Linked DNA regions of Canis lupus: region 2 is linked to region 1. A link is a contact called in public Hi-C data. All regions are on one chromosome and are shown on one strand. The core of a region is the stretch at or near the end of the contact, and the rest is flanking DNA. Distances in the headings are between cores, read along the strand shown.

Region 1 (4,119 bases), core at 1,109-3,608:
TTTATAATAAACTGGTAAGCAGTAAGTGAACTGTTTTCCTGAGTTCTGTGAGCCACTCTAGCAAGTTAACTGAGCCCAAGAGAGGCTTGTGGGAGCCCAGATTAATAGCCAATTAGCACAGGTAACAGCCTGGACTGCTGTTGGCATCTGTGTGGGCAGTCTTATGGGACTGAGTCCTCAACCCCTGGGATCTGATGCCATGTCTGGGTAGATGCTGCCAAGTGAGTTAAAGTGTGGGACATTCTGCTGGAATCACAGAACTTCTTGGTGTGGGGAAAACCCTTGGACGTCTGATGTCAGCAGTGTTGAGAGAGTGCCAGCCATGTAAGAGCAAAGGAGGCACAGGAGGAGAGTGGGTTTTTCCTGACACACAGGCTAAGGGGAGTTTGAGGAGTGTTCTCTGCTGCAAAATATGTGAAGGTACATGAGTGGGAGACTAATTGCTAGGTCCACTGCCTTGTTTGTGTTTGGGGATGTGGCTGCTAAATTAGTGCAGGAGATAGAGTGAGGGACACCCAGGTGGCTCAGTAGTTGAGCATATGCCTTCTAGCTCAGGGCGTGACCCTAGGGTCCTGGGATCGAGTCCCATGTCGTGCTCCCTGCATGGAGCCTGCTTCTCCCTCTGCCTGTGTCTCTGCCTCTCCCTCTCTGTGTCTCTCATGAATAAATGAATAAAATCTTAAAAAAAAAAAAAAGGTAGAGTGAAAGATGTTTTCACCCACCTCCGCTCTATGTGCCAAAGGACCTGGAATATGCCTGGGGTTGCTATACAAACAAGTGTTAAGTATAGCAGAGCAACAAAGGGTTGGCTGGTTAAAGCAAGGAGAGGTCTGAAGAACACGAGGATTCTAAATACAAGATGCAGCTACTACTCTGAGGGCTGAGATGAAGCTCCCAGAGAAGAGACCCCTTCCCCCCAGGGCTGAGAGCCTAGCGACAGCTCCGCACATGCTGGAGAAGCACCCGCAGGACTCGCTGGGAGTCCTTGTAGAGCCTAGGGAAAGCTGGTCACGGAGGGTTGCTAAGTTCCCTCGGAGGCAGGTGCTCCAAGGCCCCGGAGCTGTGAGAAGCTGCCCCTGTGGCGGGGAGGCCGCAGAGGCTGCAGGTGCCTGCCTAGGAGCTCCCTGGAGGCCTTGCCTCCCACACCGCCTCCCAGTGCTTCCTGCTGCACAGCTCTGCAGCGCTGGGCCATCCGGGGACAGAGGAGGCGCAGAGGGCCTGGCTCCAGTGCAGGGTCCATCGGGGACGGGGGAGGCTCAGAGGGTCCGGCTCTAGCGCGCAGGGCAGGAAAGGAGCACGAGCGGAGCTGGAAGGGATGCACGGACAGCTGGCAGAGGTCACCACTTAACACAAGTGTCAGTTCACTCTCTAGGGGCGCTGCAAGGGGCTCACTGGCAGCTCGTGGCGGGACGCGGCCGACCCCAGCCTGCGGAGGGGCGGACGTTGACACAGCCTGGTAGCTAGTGGCCGGTTGCGCTTTGTCCCGACGGGGGCCAGGAGTTGCGTCCTACCGCACCCCACCTTCCTGAGGGCTTAAGCAACACGGGTGCTGAAGCGCAGGAAGGCTTAAAGGGGCGTCACTGGGGCCCTGAAGGTACCCGGCGAATTGAGAAAGAGAAAGGAAGTAGCTTCGCCCCGCCCCTTCCTACCAGCCCCGCCCACCAGAGTCCAAGCCCCGCCCCCTCCCCGGCCAGCCCCGCCCCCTCCCCTCCCCGGCTCCGCCGGCCCCGCCGGCCCCTTCCCCACAGGCCCCGCCCCCACCTTGCTGCCGGCCCCGCCCTTCCCTCCCTGCTAGCCACACCCCTTCACGCAGGCCCCCCGCCTCCCAGCCCCTCCCCACCAGCCACGCAAGCCTCACCTTCCTGCGAGCCCCTCCCTCCCCACAGGCCACGCCCCTCACCTACTGAATAGCTCCTCCCCCTCATCGTGGCCTCGCCCCTGTTTCCCGTCGGCCCGAGGCGGCGGGGTGGGGGCGCCCTTCCCGAGCGCGAGGCACGCCGGGAAGTGGCTGCCCTAAAGATGGCGGCAGAATTGAAAAGTTGAAGCGGTTCCTGGAGCCCTGAGAGGCAGGGGACGGGCAGAGGACGGGCTGGGGCGGGGCTGGCGCTCTCCCGCCCTCCCTGAAGGGGTGGGGCGGGGTAGGGGCGCGACAGGCGCGCTCCCGCGGCCGAGGGGGCGGGCCCAGGCGGGCGCGTCCCCGGGGGCCCCGAGGGCGGGGGCGGGGCCGGGGGCGGGGCGTCGCCTCGGCCCGGAAGTGCGGGGTGCGGGGTGCGGGGCGCGGACGTCCCCTGGCGGCCGCGGCGGGAGACTGCGGCCGCGCGGGCTGGAGGCGCAGGAGCGGCGGCGACGGCGGCCGCGGGGCCGGGCGAGCATGTAGCGGCCGCGGGCGGCGCGGGGCTCCCGGGGCGGGCCGGGCCGGGCCGCGGGAGCCGCTCGCGGCGACATGGAGGAGGAGGGCAAGAAGGGCAAGAAGGTGAGCGGCAGCGGCAGCGTGCTCCCCGGGCCGGGCCGGGCTGGACCCCAGGGCGGGGCGGGGGGGCCGAGGCTGGACCGGGAGGCGCCGCCGCCGCCGGTCGGGGGGAGGTCGGGGGACAGCGGGGCCGGCAGGCTGGGGCCCCCGGCGGACCTCGCGCGCTGGGCCCGGGCGGCGGGGGTCGGTGTCCGCGGATGCGCCGGGAGGCGAGTCCCTGGACAATGGGGCTAGGTGGTCCTCCGCCCGGCCCGCCCCGCGGGGAGGAAGGAGCCACGCCTTTCCGCCCCTTCCGGTCAGCGCGTCCCCCAAACCCGGGCTGTGCACATGGCCCTGCCCGCGGGCTCCGCCGGGCCGGGGAGGGGGCGCGCGCGCGGGCGGGCCCCGGGGGCTCTCCAGGGCCGGGGTCTCCGCTGCCCAAGGGACCTCTGCGTCCTGATTCCGAAGAAGGGAGAAGCTGTGCTTAGGGACAGCTGCTCGCGGCTCGCTCAGCGTTTGCAGGGTCACTCCATTTGGCGCTTGGATTTCGGACACAGTTTAAGGGGCTCCTTAGTTTGTGTCCTTTTACAAATGTGGCTTTAACTGTAGGCTGGAGTAGTTGATAAACTCATTTTCAGGAGACTAATAGCGGAGAGGCCATTAAGAAAAAAACCAGATTTCAATGAAATTTCTCCTTTCTCAGGTAGAGGATTTCTCATCTGCTGGATTTCGTTAATGTGCACTTCGGGTGCACGAGTTTCAGACTTTGGGAGGTCCTCTGCTCTCCCCAGTCTGCACAGCCGGCTGGAGGCAGCTGTGCCCATCCTCTGACTCCGCACCTTGTTTCACATGATGCACCATTTTTGGAAGGCTGTGCTTGAAATCCGGTGTGGCCAGGTGGTCCTGGGGGATCGTGTGGCGCGCTCTCTCTCTCTCTCTCTCTCCTTGCTGTGTCGTGAATGTGTGTCTCATTCAAGTACGGTACCAGTTGCAGTTCCTAAGTCTGGAAAACAGCCCGAGCAAGTGATTCATTCTGCCAGCGCTAGACTGCAGGGGGGTGCTGCCCACCACAAAGGGGGAGAGCTGAGCTTAATGTTTCTGCCACAGCTGGGAGAAGGCTCCACATTGCATCTTCCCCTGTTATACAGCAGGCAGGTGGACCAGGGCCCCCACCGGAGATGGCCTGACCCCAGCACTCCTGGCTGCCAGTGGTGCTCATGTCCCAAGCAGATCTTGGGGCTTGGCCTGGAAGCATCTTCCACACTCGGGCCAGAAGGTGCTGGCTACAGAGGCTCACCTCCTTAGAATGGATGCTAAACTGTCAGTGATGGGGGAGCAGGGGATAGGTACACTGACTTCTTTCTAGAACCTTCTACAAGGTTTGGTAGGAAAAGTAGAATATTCCACAATGTTGAGAGAGACAAAGAATCCGTGAGATATTCCTGAGCTTTTAAAATAGAAGTGAGAAGCCAGTAAAAATCAAGAATTTTAGGGATGCTTGGGTGGCCCAGTGGTTAATTGTCTGCTTTAGCTCAGGTTGTGACCCCAGGGTCCCAGGATCAAGTCCTGCATCAGGCTCCCTGCAGGAAACATGCTTTTCCCTTAGCCTGTGTCTGTCTCTCTCTGTGTCTCTCAAGAATAAATAAATAGCTCAGTGGTTTAGCGCCGCC
Region 2 (4,119 bases), core at 1,060-3,559, 200 kb before region 1:
AAGAGGGTAAATAAAGGGGTGGGAAGGAGGTAGAGAGGGAAGGAAGGTAGGGGAGGGGTAGGGAGAAGGGGAGTTGTCTAATGGATAGTTTCAGATTTGTAAGATGAAAACAGTTCTGGAGATCTGTTCCACAACATAATGTCACTGAACTGTACACTTAGAAGAGAGAGATGTACAGATAAAAGGACATGGCCATGGGATCACAGAGGTAGACGTTACAGAGTTACAGAGTCGGAGAAAGACAAATGGGAATTCACTCCTGTGTGGCATCTATAAAGCAAAGGAACAAACAAAACAGACGCAGATTCAGACACGGGAAGCAAGCTGTTGGTTACCAGAGGTGGTGGAAGCGGCTGGGAGCGGGCACAACAGGTGAAGGGGATTAAGAGGCACCTATTTTTCAGCGATAAATGTTGATGTACGGCACAGGGAGCACAGGCAGCGACCCCCTCAAAGCTTCGCATGACAACAGAAGGTAACTAGACTATCGCGGGGATGGGTTTTTTTTGTTTTGTTTTTTTCTTTTAAGATTTTATTTAAGAGAGACAGAGAGGGGGGAGAAGGGGTAGGGAGAGGGAGAAGCAGACTTCCTGCTGAGCAGGGATCTGGGCCAGGACCTGGGGCTCCCTCCCGGGACCCTGAGATCATGACCTGCGCCGAAGGCAGAAGCTCAAGCAACTGAGCCACCCAGGCGCCCCTGCAGGGCTCCATTTCCTAATGTATAAAAATATCAAGTCACCATGGTATACACCTGAAATTAATGCTACACTCTTAAGGCAATTGTACTTCAATCAAAAAAAAAAAAAAAAAAAGATAATCGCCCAGTTTTTTTTGTTTTTTTTTTTAAGATTTATTCAAAGAGACAGAGAGAGAGAGAGAGGCAGAGACACAGGCAGAGGGAGAAGCAGGCTCCATGCAGGGAACCCGATGTGGGACTCGATCCCGGGTCTCCAGGATCACATCCCGGGCTGCAGGAGGCACTAAACCGCTGCGCCACCAGGGCTGCCCTCACCCAGTATTTTTATTTTTATTTTTATTTATTTATTTATTTTTTTAAATTTTTTTTTTTAATTTTTATTTATTTATGATAGTCACACACAGAGAGAGAGAGAGAGGCAGAGACACAGGCAGAGGGAGAAGCAGGCTCCATGCACCGGGAGCCCGACGTGGGATTCGATCCTGGGACTCCAGGATCGCGCCCTGGGCCAAAGGCAGGCGCCAAACCACTGCGCCACCCAGGGATCCCTCACCCAGTATTTTTAAAAAGCTAAAGCCAGGGTCCCTGGTTGGCTCCGCGGTTTAGCGCCGCCTTTGGCCCGGGGTGTGATCCTGGAAACCTGGGATCGAGTCCCGCGTTGGGCTCCCTGCATGGAGCTTGCTTCTCCCTCTGCCCGTGTCTCTGCCTCTCTGTCTCTCATGAATAAATAAAATCTTTTAAGAAAGGAAATAAATAGTAACCAGAATGTAAGTAAGTTGGGACCCTCGCATCTTGCTGGTGGGGACGTGATGCGGCCGTGGCAGGCGCTGGAAAACCCAGCTAGGGCTCCCCTCCCAGGTACACACACAGTAGGGGTGGACACCCGTCCCGCACCCCACGGGTGCTTGTGGGCCAACCTCACCGCAGCACCATGCACAAAAGCTCAAACATGCAAACGACCCCAACAGGGAATGGGCACAGGAGCGGCAGAGGAGCCACAGGACGGGCTACTCTCTGCTAGTAGAAACGAATGGCAATCAGGTCGCCCGGGGACTCAGCGATTGCACGTCTGCCTTCAGCCCAGGGCGTGACCTCGGGGTCCTGGGTTCGAGTTCCGCGTCGGGCTCCTGCATGGCGCCTGCGTCTCCCGCTGCCTGTGTCTCTGCCTCTCTGTCTGGTTAATAAATAAAATCTTTAAAAAAGAAAACAAAAAAGGGAATCCTGACTCCTGCTCCAACGTGGACCCACCTTCAGCACATGCTCAGTGAAACAAGCTCCGAGACAGGAACCGCACCACCGCACCCGCACGAGGCCCAGGGACAGGAGTAGCGAAGGGTGCTGGGAGCGGTTACCGCTCGGACCGGTCCCCACTGGCCCCCCATCCCCAGGAATACCCCGACCCCACGGTCGCCCAGCTGCCCGCGCACAGCTCGCTTCCTTCCTCACGGGAACGACCTCCGGAGGGAAACCGCACTCGCACACGCACTCGCCACTCCTCCCCCGGCGGCCACCCGGCATCGGGGCCGCAGAGACCCAGCCCGCCCACTGCAGGCCCCGGGCCCACGCCACGACCACGCCGGCGCTGCTCTGTGACGTCAGGCCACGCCCGAACGGCCGGGGCGGACCTTCTTCTCCAGGGGCGGGACTGCGTGCTGACGCCACACGCCGGGGCGGGATCAAGAGTTTGGTGCCCCGGAGTGGGGTGTCGGCGCCTCATTCGGGTGGAGCCGAGCCGGGGACAGGTAAGCGCGCGCTGCCGCTGGGCCTGGGCTGGTGCGGGAGGCCCCGCGCCCTCGGGCAGGAGGCGGGGGGTGTGGCAGAGGGCGAGGGCGCCGCAGCCTCGTTGTCGCAGGCGCCGCGGTGACAGGGAGTGAAGCCGGATGGAGCAGAGCTGACGGCGGGAGGTGGGCGGGACGGGGCCTGATGGACGACCATGGCAGCCAATGGGACGGCGAGGGCCGTCTGACGGGCGGAGATTGGCGGGCGCTGGCGCGCGCAGACGTCGCGGGGGGCGCGCAGTGGCGCGCTATTGGCTGTGTGGGGCGTGGGGCGGGCCTCGCGGCGGATGTGAGGGAACGGGCGCCGCGGCCAGGGTGACCCCCAAGGTCGGGGAGGCGTCACACGGGAGCCGCCCGGCGCCGTCCTCTGCCGGCTCGGAAGGGTGGCGCGCCCTTGATGGAGCGGCTGCGGGCCGCGGGCCGTGGGGCCTGCTCCGCCCGCCGCCGCCCTGGCTGCGCGCCCCGGGAGACGCCCTTGAGAAGACCGAGGGCAGCACCACGAGGACTCAGTATTCCTCCGGACTCAGAACTCCCCCGTACCCCATTTTCTCCTTATGATCCTGGGGAGACGCCCTTGAGCACACCACCCGCAGCACCCCACGGACTTAGTACCTCTTCGGACTCAGGACTACTCTTTACTCCTTCACCCTGTGGTCCTGGGGGGATAACCTTGAGGGCAGCACCCCCAGGACTTAGTACCTCTCCGGACTCAGTACTACTCTTTACTACTACTTCACCCTGTGGTCCTGGGGGGACAACCTTGAGCACACCACCTGCAGCACCCCAAGGACTTAGTACCTCTCCGGACTCAGTACTACTCTTTACCACTCCTTCACCCTGTGATCCAGGGGGGACGACCTTGAGCATACAACCTTCAGTACCCCGAGGACTCAGTACCTCCTCTCTTCCCTGTGGTCATGGGGGATCGCCCTTGAGCACACCACCAACAGGACCCCAAGGACTCAATACTCCTGGACTCAGTACTCCTCCGTACTCCTCCTTCATCCTGTGGTCCCAGGGGGACATTCTTGAGTACACCACCCACAGTGCCCCAAGGACTCAGTACTCCTCCAGACTCAGTACGTCTTACTCCTCCCTGCAGCCCTGGGGAGATGCCCTTGAGCACACCACCCGCAGCACCCTGGGGACTCCGCACCCATCCAGACCCAGTATTCCTTTCCCTCTTCCCTGTGATCTTGGGTATATGCCCTTGAACTCACCATCTGTAGGACTCCAGAGACTTAATACCCATCCTTCTCTCTGTGGTCCTGGACACCACCCAGTCTCAGTACTCCTCCCTAGCCCTCCTTCTCCCAGACGTCCTGGGAGGATGCCTTTGAGCACACCAAACCCAGAGTCCCTTGAACTGTCTACTTCTCCAGACTCAGTACTTCTTCTTACCCCTCCTTCTCCCAGTGGTCCTGGAGGGATGCCCTTGAGTACAACACCCACAGCGCCCTGTGGACTGTCTACTCCTCTAGACTCAGTACTCTTCCTTTTCCCTCCTCTTAGACATCCTAGGAAGACGCCCTTGAGCACACCACCCACAGAGGCCCATGGACTGTCTACTCCTCCAGACTCAGTACTCCTTCTTACCTCTCTTTCTCCTAGACGTCATAGGAGGACGCCCTTGAGCACACCACC

What was found. A called contact is a pair of places that touch in the nucleus more often than the background predicts.
Region 2: a contact with region 1 is called in a Hi-C map of blood, with 2.5 times the contacts expected there. The contact joins the promoter of OGDH here to the promoter of CCM2 in region 1. A contact is called at or near these places in 2 of 9 Hi-C or Micro-C datasets (both in blood).

What each region holds. Positions count from the first base shown.
Region 1 is chr16:13,907,556-13,911,674 of UU_Cfam_GSD_1.0, reverse strand. It overlaps CCM2 (cerebral cavernous malformations 2 protein), which reads left to right and starts at 2,358. Exons shown (of 10, transcript XM_038559531.1): 1 at 2,358-2,473. The coding sequence starts at 2,444.
Region 2 is chr16:14,108,096-14,112,214 of UU_Cfam_GSD_1.0, reverse strand. It overlaps OGDH (2-oxoglutarate dehydrogenase, mitochondrial), which reads left to right and starts at 2,309. Exons shown (of 24, transcript XM_038559555.1): 1 at 2,309-2,439.